Regions from separate parts of the Mus musculus genome. Here region 2 is linked to region 1. Evidence: chromatin contacts called from public HiChIP or PLAC-seq data. All regions are on one chromosome and are shown on one strand. Each heading gives the region's core, a stretch centred on a gene start, on an enhancer-like site or on the middle of the called end of the contact. The rest is flanking DNA. Distances are from core to core; before and after follow the strand shown. Region 1 holds the start of Dse (dermatan sulfate epimerase). Region 2 overlaps Gm26564 (a long non-coding RNA gene).

What was found. HiChIP or PLAC-seq counts read pairs in DNA pulled down with a chosen protein or histone mark.
Region 2: an H3K4me3 HiChIP or PLAC-seq map of bone marrow-derived macrophages shows a contact between it and region 1, with 2.4 times the contacts expected there. The contact joins the enhancer-like site here to the promoter of Dse in region 1. A contact is called at or near these places in 5 of 39 promoter capture datasets (frontonasal cranial neural crest, hippocampal neurons, liver and 2 more), 1 of 15 datasets of contacts at CTCF or cohesin (the NIH/3T3 cell line), 36 of 484 Hi-C or Micro-C datasets (the C2C12 cell line, CD8 T cells, LSK cells and 24 more), 19 of 115 datasets of contacts at active chromatin or transcription factors (the NIH/3T3 cell line, astrocytes, bone marrow-derived dendritic cells and 8 more) and 3 of 9 other capture datasets (adipose tissue, embryonic stem cells and liver).

What each region holds. Positions count from the first base shown.
Region 1 is chr10:34,205,851-34,210,851 of GRCm38.p6, reverse strand. It overlaps Dse (dermatan sulfate epimerase), which reads left to right and starts at 3,617. Exons shown (of 6, transcript NM_172508.3): 1 at 3,617-3,772.
Region 2 is chr10:34,266,186-34,271,574 of GRCm38.p6, reverse strand. All of the region lies in intron 1 of Gm26564 (a long non-coding RNA gene), which reads left to right. Among named protein-coding and RNA genes, the nearest start is that of Tspyl1, 13 kb to the left of the region's middle. Within about 2 kb of position 3,709, at least 10 of the 459 cell types and tissues checked have an H3K27ac peak or open chromatin away from gene starts, as enhancers often do. A contact at or near this core is called in adipose tissue, bone marrow-derived macrophages, peritoneal macrophages and 1 more, where this site is marked.

The sequences.
Region 1 (5,001 bases), core at 2,368-4,867:
AACCCTAGAAGCAGGTTTAAATTTAGTTGAGTGAATTAAACTCAAGATAAGAGTAGAAATCATGGACCTGTAGCTCGTGAGATATTTGTTAGGCATGTATTCATCTAGAGACAAGAATAAAACAAGGACAATGAAAGAATATATCTTAAATTATTTTGTTCAAACACTAGCAAGAAAGGAGTGCCTTTGCTTGATATAAATGGATATCAAGAGAAGAACTATTCTCTTTTCGTATCTTGTCTACAGTGAATGGATTAAACACACACACACACACACACACACACACACACACTGACCTGAGTTAACTGCAAACAGAGAGCAATAAAGAGCTTGTAAGAATCTTACCTATTTCTCTAAGGCTTGTGGAAGCATTTACACTTCAGCAAGTAGTTTATGCTAAGGACATTTAGTTTGAGCCAGCAAAAAGGGCAGTGAATGCAGAAAGGCTAAAGATGGACATGTATAGGTGAAATTAACAAAAATAAGTAAATAAAAGCTTGTTTCTAAACCCAAGACCAGAAACCTCACAGAAGTAGTGAAAGATGAATACATCTGTTACCAAAGTCACATCTGGTCACTTAAAAAAAGGAAGAAACAATTTAGTAGAATTAACAAGAATTCACTAAGTAGTCACTTCCTTTTTTGTCAATGTTGCTACATCAGCAGAGTGGACTTCTGATGGAGGAACTATATGATGAATTTGAAGCTGCATGGGAGAGGACTGGATTACTTTCTGAGACTCTCTCAACTGGGAGGGTCCTTTTCTAACTATCAGGAAGCCATGCCAATGTCCCATGCTTGGTGTCTTTTGACAAGAGAAGTAAACATGCACAGATAATGTGGGTCCTCCCTGACAAAAATCCCCAGCAAGGGGCTGGAGAGATGGCTCAGCAGTTAAGAGCACTGACTGCTCTTCCAGAGGTCCTGAGTTCAATTCCAGGCAACCACATGGTGGCTCACAACCATCTAGAATGAGATCTGATCTTCTCTTCTGGTGTGTCTTAAGCGAGTGACATTGTACTCACATACATAAAATAAATAAATTTTAAACCTTCTGCTTTGGGAAGGAGTGGGACAGGAGGGGGCAGGACCCCCCCCCCAAAAAAAATCCTCAGCAAGAGCATCCAAATTCAGTGTCAGCTGGAAGCAGAAGATTAGCAACTTACATGATGATGAAGGACACAGATCTTCCGTTCAATTGGGTGGTGGAATTAACCATTATGTTAGTAATACAGAACATGCAACAAGCTTAAAGACTAAGCCAAATTTAACACAACAGAACTCAATAGAATAAGATGGAGTGTTGGACACAAATTGTAGTGAATGTAGGTTGAAGAAGGCCTCTGATAAACATTTGCTATGGAAACAACAAACAACAGAAAATGCTCCAAGGATATACTTCTGAACAAAGCAGGTACACAGCTTTCCACTGTGACTTTTAAATGAAACTTTGGATGCAGTTCTAGGGATTTTAAGAAGGACACTGGGCAAGGAAAAAGATAATAGAGATGGATATGTACTCAGACAAACTGAAGCATTCTCCTGCAGAGTCAAGAATAGGCATGTTGGGGCTGGAGAGTGTGGCCAAAAAGGCATACCACTTTTGGATAAGGCCCAAGTTTGGCTCCTAGCACCAATGTTGGTTGGGCAGCTCACAACCACTCTCCATCTAATTCTATGTGATTTAATGTCCCCCTTCTGGTCTCTGTGGAAAGATAGCCATGTGCATGTAATTAAAAATACACATAAATCTTTAAAAAAAAAAAGGCCTATAGAGTCCAGAAAGCAGATGTGTAAATCTGTTGAGAGGTATCATATCATGGGGATCTTTGCAAGTCAGTGTCAGCTATAGCTAGATTTCCAGAGCAGTGACATCAATCAATAGGTAAATGTGGGTACTACTACCTTTAAAAAAAAGACCTTCAGTCTTGTCTGCACATTATGATCAACCACCTGATTCATCAGTCAGGTGTAGGGTTCCATTCCAAAGACTGTATGAACACTCTTTTATGATTCTAAGATATTAGCTGGGAGAGGCCATGACTACAAGACTACTCATTGGGAAGTTCAGTAGGTAAACATCTTGCTTTCTCTCAAGTCATTTTCTGATTTGAGAAGACAAGTGGAAATTAACTCAGAATTATACACTACAGCTAGGCACTGATACAATTCATTCTACTAAAATAAATACCTCAACACAGGGCCTGGCATACAGTAAACTTTTAATAAATATTAGCCATTTGTATCTTTTGTTGCATGGAGTATTATAGTAATTATATGCTATAGATGAGACACAGCCTCTGAAGGTGGCTTAGCTTTCAGTAAACTGAAAAGTAAGGATTTGAATACTGCTTCACAGTACTACTCTGGTTAGAACTTTCTCACCACAGGCCTGTCCAAATATCAGGAAGTTAACGCAAATTAGTGATTTATCTGAGTTAGCATTTAAAAGCCTAACAGTAGTATTTCTTTTCTTTTTTTTCTTTTTTTTTTTTTTAATCCGTGGTGAGGAGCCACTTTTGATTGCAAAATCTGTAACTTTTCCTAATAGTGTGGTTGCCTGGAAGCGCCCTTGGGTCTCCATAGTCTGTCAGAACTCCGAGCAATTGTTAGCAAACAGGGTTGAGTAAAACCGCCCATTCTTACGAACGGGTAAGTGTCTCTCGAAAAGCTGCCTTTTCATAGAATCTAGTAGGTTAATTCTCTTTAACTCTGAGGAAGGAGATCCAACCCTGGACCGGTTAGAGTTTGTATTGGATGGCTACATTTCATTGAAAGAATAAACAAAAGTTGGGTGCATATCTCTCTCACGCGCGCGCGTACACACACAAACACACACACACACACACACACACACACACACACACACACACACACACACACACGAAATAAGATAAAGTTTCCTTTGTGAACTGCAAACTCTAAAGGATCTTCCCCCAATCCTTTATCTTTGCTGATTAAAATCAGTTCAGCTTACAGGGTTCCTTGCGGTAGGATTCCCTGTATTTTGCAACTCCATTCTAGGCGACAACTGCTTCGGATTAGGTGGATTTTCCCCTTTCTCTTTGAGAGTAAAACTGATTCAGGAAAGGGGGGAAGGGAGGGAGGCGTCGGGAGTGTAACTATTTTGGAGCCTGGAGAGGGGGTTGGCCGCTAGCTTTGGTAGTGGGATTCTTTAAATTCTCGGCTTTCCTCTTCCAGCGCTTTAAAAAACGAATCGGCCCCTCCTCCCCCGGCCTCCAGAAATTATCTTTCCTTTGGGTGAGATTCCAGAGTGGAACTTGAAGCTCTTGGGTCAGGAGAAATCAGAGCTGTAGGAACCAAAGCGGCGGGGCGGGGCGGGGCAGGGCAGGGCAGGGTGCTTGGGGTTCTGTGGGGTCCTGTGGTGTCTTGTGGGGTCCGGGCCGCAGCGACCGGAAGGCAGAGCCTCGCGTGGAGCCGTGATCTGGGGCGCCGGAGGAGAGCCCGTGCGGAGGTCCGGATTGGGCTGGGCGGGGGTCCCGCTCTCCCCCTCCCCATCCTCGCCTCCCGGGCTCTGCTGACGTTGCGGCTTCCTCCGCCCCAGGCAGAGCCCTGCCGCGGCCCACCCCCCTCTCTCCGCCGACGGTCTCCGCCCAGTCCGCACGGCGGCTAGAGGCTGCAGCGGCGCACCCCGGGCGCAGCGCCCTGAGCTCGGATGGCTCGGCGCGCAAGCTGAGGGCCCGACTCCAGGGGTCCGGAGTCCCGGCGCCCCACGGGGACGCAGAGAGAGGACGCCCGGGAGGACGGAGCGGTGAGTGATGGGCTGGGTTGGGCGCTGCTCTGGGCCACGCTCCAGGAAGCTACCCTCCTGTGGCTCCATGGGTCTACACTGGACCGGTCCCTACGGACCAGCTTGAGCCACGTCCCCCGCTGCGCGTCGATTTCCCTGTGGACTGAGCATCTCGGGCCAGCTCTGCTGGCTCCGTGATCTCCTACCCGGGTACCCAGCTCAGACAGCAGCACCGAGATCAGGAGCGAATGGCGGGGACTGGACGTGCTCCCGAGTTTCCAGAGGTTTGGAGATAGCACACCCTTGCGTTCCCTTCCTATGCTACACCAGTTATCTAGGGATGGTAGTGGTCGTGTGCTCCCATGCTGGTTGTGCCTGTGCGACCTCCGGACCGCCAACGCCCAGAAAGCTGCTTCTGAGTCACCCCCAGCCACAGGATTCCAGCGCCCCTGCACTCCAACACCCCAGAGTGATTGGGCAACCTCAACCCGAGGCCGCCTGGGCCAATCGGGGGCCCGGCAGGCGGGCTTGACTCGGGCTGGGGAGCACTGTAAGCGATGCCACATGGGCTCAGAATCTGTCGAGGCTGGATCTGAGCTAACTTTGTGAACTGAGAACTTTCTCATCTCTCCTTTGAGGCAACAGCCTCCGTTTAGGCCAGCTGGCATTCATAACCTAATCCTTTGCTTCCAATGCAAGAGGCCGGCCTCTTTCACCTGGAATTCTTTAGGTCAGGAACTGACACGTTGGTTTCTAGAGATTTTCTAGTGGATTCTTGAAAACATTTGGTGTTTATTGCTGCTTAATCAACAATATCTTAAGGAAGGTAGAATCTTCTAGAAATATTTTCATATTCTTTCACATTACAGAATTTTCACTTTTACTAATTGTCTTTTCAGCTTTTACATCTTCTTAATAAATGATAGTACTAGTGAAGTTAAAAAAAAGATTCATTAGTGTCACTTCAAAATTATGTGTCTGTCTGGGAGTATATGCACAGGACTATAGACAGGTGCCTGCAGAGGTCAGAAGAACATTAGATGTGTTAGTATGGTAGCTACACTCTGAGCATCCTAATGTGGGTGCTGGGAAATGAACTCTGGTCCTGGACAAGAGCAGTACCAGTTCTTGACCACTGAGCCATCTCTACCCCTTATGAAACCAAAATTTTGTAGAAGATTTTGGACTATACTACTAGAGAGAACTACAAAATGTAACGTGCATGGGAAAAATAAAACAGGATTACCCTA
Region 2 (5,389 bases), core at 2,460-4,959, 61 kb before region 1:
AGCAGAGTGGTAGTGAATTCCTGAAGACTCAGATGAAAGGCTTTGGAGTGGATGCATAGTAGGGCAACAGAGAAGATGGGGAAATGTGGAGCTGGGCAGTCTCATCTCCCCAAGCATTGTTCTTAGAGGTGAAAGATATGCCTGACGATTCACCTGGAAAGTCTTGTCCTCCCCTTGGACATGACTAGACCTTTCTGGAAGCCTTGACTTTTCTCCTATGAATCCAGACTGTGTAACTTACTGTCTAGTAAGTAGGGAGAACAAACCCCACTCATGGTATCTCACACTTGGTGTGTTCCTGTGTCGTCACATAACCCCATCCTTCACCCAGAGGTTATCTCTAATCGATAACCACTTGCAGAGGAAAAACTTGTTTGTCTTCACTGGAGTCTCACTGGCTATTCAAACCACTTAAGGACAGGCAGGCCTCATACCCAGTAGCAGTGGCCAACACAAATGAATTCAATGGTGAGTCTGGAGGTATTTTGTTTGGGTAATCCTTTGTTTCTCTCTCTCTCTCTCTCTCTCTCTCTCTCTCTCTCTCTCTCTCTCTCTCTCTTTCTCTCTCTCTCTTTCTTCTTCTTCTCTCTCTCTCTTTCTTCTTCTTCTTCCTTCTCTCTCTCTTTCTTCTTCTTCTTCTCTCTCTCTCTCTCTTCTTCTTCTTCTTCTTCTTCTTCTTCTTCTTCTTCTTCTTCTTCTTCTTCTTCTTCTTCTTCTTCTTCGTCTTCTTCTTCTTCTTCTTCTTCTTCTTCCTCTCTCTCTCTCTCTCTTTCTCTCTCTCTATTTCTCTCTCTCTTTCTGTTTTCACCCTACAGGTCTCTTCCTAGTATATTTTGTTTTTCAATGTTGTGTCTTTATGGGAGCTCTCTGTGAGCAAATGTGTGTGTCTGTGTCTATAAATGGTTTCTGTGCTGGTTTTTTGTTGTTTCAGTTAGGTTTTGCTTGTTTTGTTCTATTCAAGTTTGGTTTTCTTTTCTTTTTTCTTTCTCTTTTTTCTTTTTCTTTTTTCTTTTTAGACAACTGTTAGTTTTCTAATAAGAGGGAGAAAGAAAGGGTATAACTTGGGTTGGTGGGGATATCTGGGAGGAGCTGGGGAGGGGAACAGTAATCAGAATATGTGGTATGTAAAGAAAATCTACTTCCAATAAAAATACATGAAAGTGTCCTGGGTAACAAGTAGAGTCTAGAGTGACCCTGACCCTCCCCACAGTCTAGCTTCCTAGATGACTATCTCCATAAACCCTGACAATTTGGCCTTCACTGTAATCATTTGTAAATAAACCATACAGGAATATCTGTTTTATAAGTTATGTAAGCCTGTCAAAATAGTGATGTTCATCTATACAAAGATACCACAAAGGACAAAAGTTTCCTTTCATATTATATCAAATTAAATGTTCATTTGCTCTATAACAAGAGAGAGAGAGAGAGAGAGAGAGAGAGAGAGAGAGAGAGAGAGAGAGAGAGAATATTTTTAAGGTTATCAACATCATGGGAGTTTCTATACTCTGACACTTTTTACTTTTTATAAGTTTCAATGGTCATCTTTTCTTATGTGATTGTTTTTGTGTTGTACTCTCTACATACCAAGTTCTACATACCAAGTCCTCTTTATTTCTTCACTAGTCACCCCCATGCTTACTCTGAGACCAAGCTCATCTCACCTCTTCTGTAACATTCCCTATGATTGTGAGCATTCAATTCTTTCCTCTTGTGATTGATTGTATTGTTATCACTCAAAATTCATATGCTGATATCATCATCTTCATTGTGACAATATTTAAGGGTGAGATCTATGGAATGAAGTAGAGTTAGGTTAATTAGGTCCTGGTCTCATGATGAAGTTAATGCCCTAAACTAGCACTCTCTTTGCCACATATGAAAATGGTAAAAAGGTGACTGAATGGTTTCTCCACTGACATAATAAATCAAACTGAGTCTAATTTGTAGTAAAAAGGCAGATTTATTGGGGCAGCTTTCAAGCAGGTTCACAGACTTCACAGGAAGTGAAGGGTCACTGAAGTCACAAGGCTGGGTTGGGTTAGGGCCTTATTAAAGGGTATTGTGATGTGGTGATGAGGTTTTGGGGTTATAGCCTAACTTGGTGAGTTTAGGGTTCTGTAGGTAGGTCTTAGGTCCAATGGTCACTTTAAAATCTGGAAGTAGTAACTGGCTTTGTCCAGTGTTCTGCATGGGCTTTTGCAATTGTGGGCTTCTAGCCAGTAGAGAAGGGTGGAGAACCTCTTGACCCAGATCATCTTGTCTTTGTCCCCAAACCTTCAGCCTAACAGTGACCATGTGCAAGAAAGAAAATTCAGTAGAAACAAAACTACTGACATCTTGATTGGGCTTCCAATTCCCCAGAACTATAAAAAAAATACATTCTATTTTTAAGTTGCCCAGTTTATGGCATTGGATGTGGACAGCTGTTCAGACTAATCCATAGCACAAAGCAAAATGTTACAGGTCTTCTATTGCTTTGCTAATGGCTCCATCGTTTCTGCTACACAATGGGGGCTAAAGTCATCATCTCCACGCTTTGTCCTCCTCTCCCCAACATGCTGACTGACCAGTGGACTGTCAATCCAAGTTTGCTAAGTAAATGCAGTTGCAGAATCTGTAACCATCTCAGTCATTCACTGATTCTAACGAATGTTTGTGTATGATGGTCTTGTTCTAGCACTTGACACAAAGTGAACCGAAGAAAAGATAACTTTTTCTCTTACCTGCCTGTTCTGTATCTTCAGGGGTGGGTTTCTATGCTTCAAGACTTTCTTAGAAAAGATGCTGACGATGTTAGTTAATAAAAACTTACTCTGAAAAAAAATATACATTCACCTGTACATTGTATGTGGACATGAACTAGAAAACAATGCATGCTGACACCATTAAATCAAATGTATAGCAACATGTTAATAAACTAACAGTAAAATTGGAAGGATAGTTTAATTTGAGTGGAAATCTTGATCTCTGCTTGTTAGTTTTATTTCAGCTTATCTTTTATTGAAAATACTTTTCTACCTAACCTATGTCCCTTCTTGCTTTGGTGCCATATCTCAGGGGATGTTTTACCAAAGGCAAGACTATGTAACCTTTACTCTATAGTAAATGTCATGTATATGAAATCAGAGGGAAAGAAAATACAGATTCCCACTGAAAATTGAAGAACTGCTATATGCATACAAGTTGTTTTTCAAGAACAAACACAACTAAAAGGTATTAGGAAAAGACATTGGTGAATTCTCAGCTATTTGTTAGGAATTTCTGTGAAGTGAAATAGTTTTGTTTGCTTTCTTTTTATTTCATTTTGTCTAGGCCCTGAAACATTAAGTTAGAATTTATGGTTATTGCAAAACACCACTTTGACCTTGCTATTTTCTACTTTGTCTCTAGGGTTTCAATAGTCAATGAGACAGAGGTGGTCAAGATTCAAGGAAAAAAGAAAATGAGTTGTTTCTGATTCTGATTGCTTGACTTCACCAGGCTGTGCTGAGTCTCCGTTGTCTTTTACTTGTTGCATGCAACAACAAAGGGTTAGCAGTAACCTGTATGTCTTATCAGTGGAAGACTCGTAAATATAACACCGAACATGAATATCAGAATAAGATGTAGCTATAAAAACAGCAGAGATCATATTGCACTGTCTCCACAAGAAACTGAAAGTAAGATGTTGCAGGGCAGCACGTGCTCTGACCATCTGTGTTGGTGCCTCAGACCTATGTACAAGCATCTCCTCTGCATGCAGTGTTCTTCCCTCAGAACTCACATGTTCACAGTCTCCTCAACACACCCTTTAACGTGTCTTCTCCATCCCTTCACTTCCCAATCTATTGCCTGGCTTCATACTTTCATTGATTATAATATGATAATCATTTGATATGATTATATCTAAATTATATCCTCATATAGTCACATAGATTAAGTTCTGTATCACGTATAAGAATGGGAACACCACAAGGGTAGGGCACACAACAGTGGCTAGAATACAGAAAATAAGGAAGGAGAATCAAAGTATGTTTCTGGGTTTCCAAACAAGGTTCTTTCACATTCAGAAATGATTGTATCATCACAGTATGCCTTGTCATCAGTAAAATGTCTGCAGAAACACTGGGCCTAATTAAGCAAGGAGGGATGTGGGTTGGGTAAGAATTATTTTCAGTAGAAGATAAGCTGGAGTAAAATTAACAGAGATCAAGATTCCCACTCTAGCTAAACTTTAAACACCTATAGAAAAGGTATTATTCCTAATTTATTAATAACACTAAAAACTAAAACTCTATATAAGCACCTTTGTGTTTTATCTAAAAAGAAATCTTAGTTGGTCAACCAGTGTAACTAGTTGGTAAGTTCCAAGTTTGGTAAGAGATTTTGTCTTAAATAATAAGGTAAAGAGCAATACAAGATATTCTGTCAATTTTTACCCTTCACACATACACACAACTGCACACATACCGGCATCTACACACACACACACACACACACACACACACACACACACACAAACAAACACACAAACTTTACAAGGTACTAACCTCTTTTCAAAGAAGAATAATGTAAATCAAGCAGGTATTGTGGATGGTTCTAGATTCAATCACAAGTTTTTTTCTATCTTTCTTTTAAAAAGATTTTTTGAAGTACTAAAATTTAGTGCCTTAGGTGTTTGGAGGTGGAGTTGTTAAAGATATAACTAGTTAAGATGACATGACACTGAAACTTGGGAAGTCCCTAGTAGATAATAATTTATATGATCTATGTCTCTATAAGAACCATGTGAATATGGAGGCAGATTTCTGAGTTACACTGCCTGAGGTCAGGGAAGCCTTGCCTTCCCAGAATGTGGAGTAGTTGAGGGATCATTCCTGGAGGCATTAGAAAGGATGGGCTTGCCAGCTCCTTGATTCATAACTTCTATCCTACAGACCTGGGAAGCAATAACAACCTAATACACAACCCAGGACTTTTACAACCTAGTTTCAGGGAAGTGAAAACAAACAGACATAGGCCATGATAGTATACTCTAACTGGGTTTACAGAAAATTGGGTAAATTTAAGTTGAACTTTGTTATGATGTTATTGATTAGAAATATTAGCAGCTCTAAATGTTTTGAATATCCCTTCAAGATGAGATAGAGAAACTCACCCGTAAACAGAATCATAAACAGGATCTGATATAGATCCTTTGTTTACATTTTTTCATGGAAAAAAATCTATCTTTGATGGGCTATCTTTTCCTGGAAACATCATTTCCTGGTTTATACATAATCAAAGATTTATTTGTTGCTTTTAGCTCATGATCATGCATGTTATTACAGTCAGTTATTGCATCTACCATAACGTAACAAGGGATCTAGGAACCATCCTAATTATGATGCTAATATTTCCTGAATCA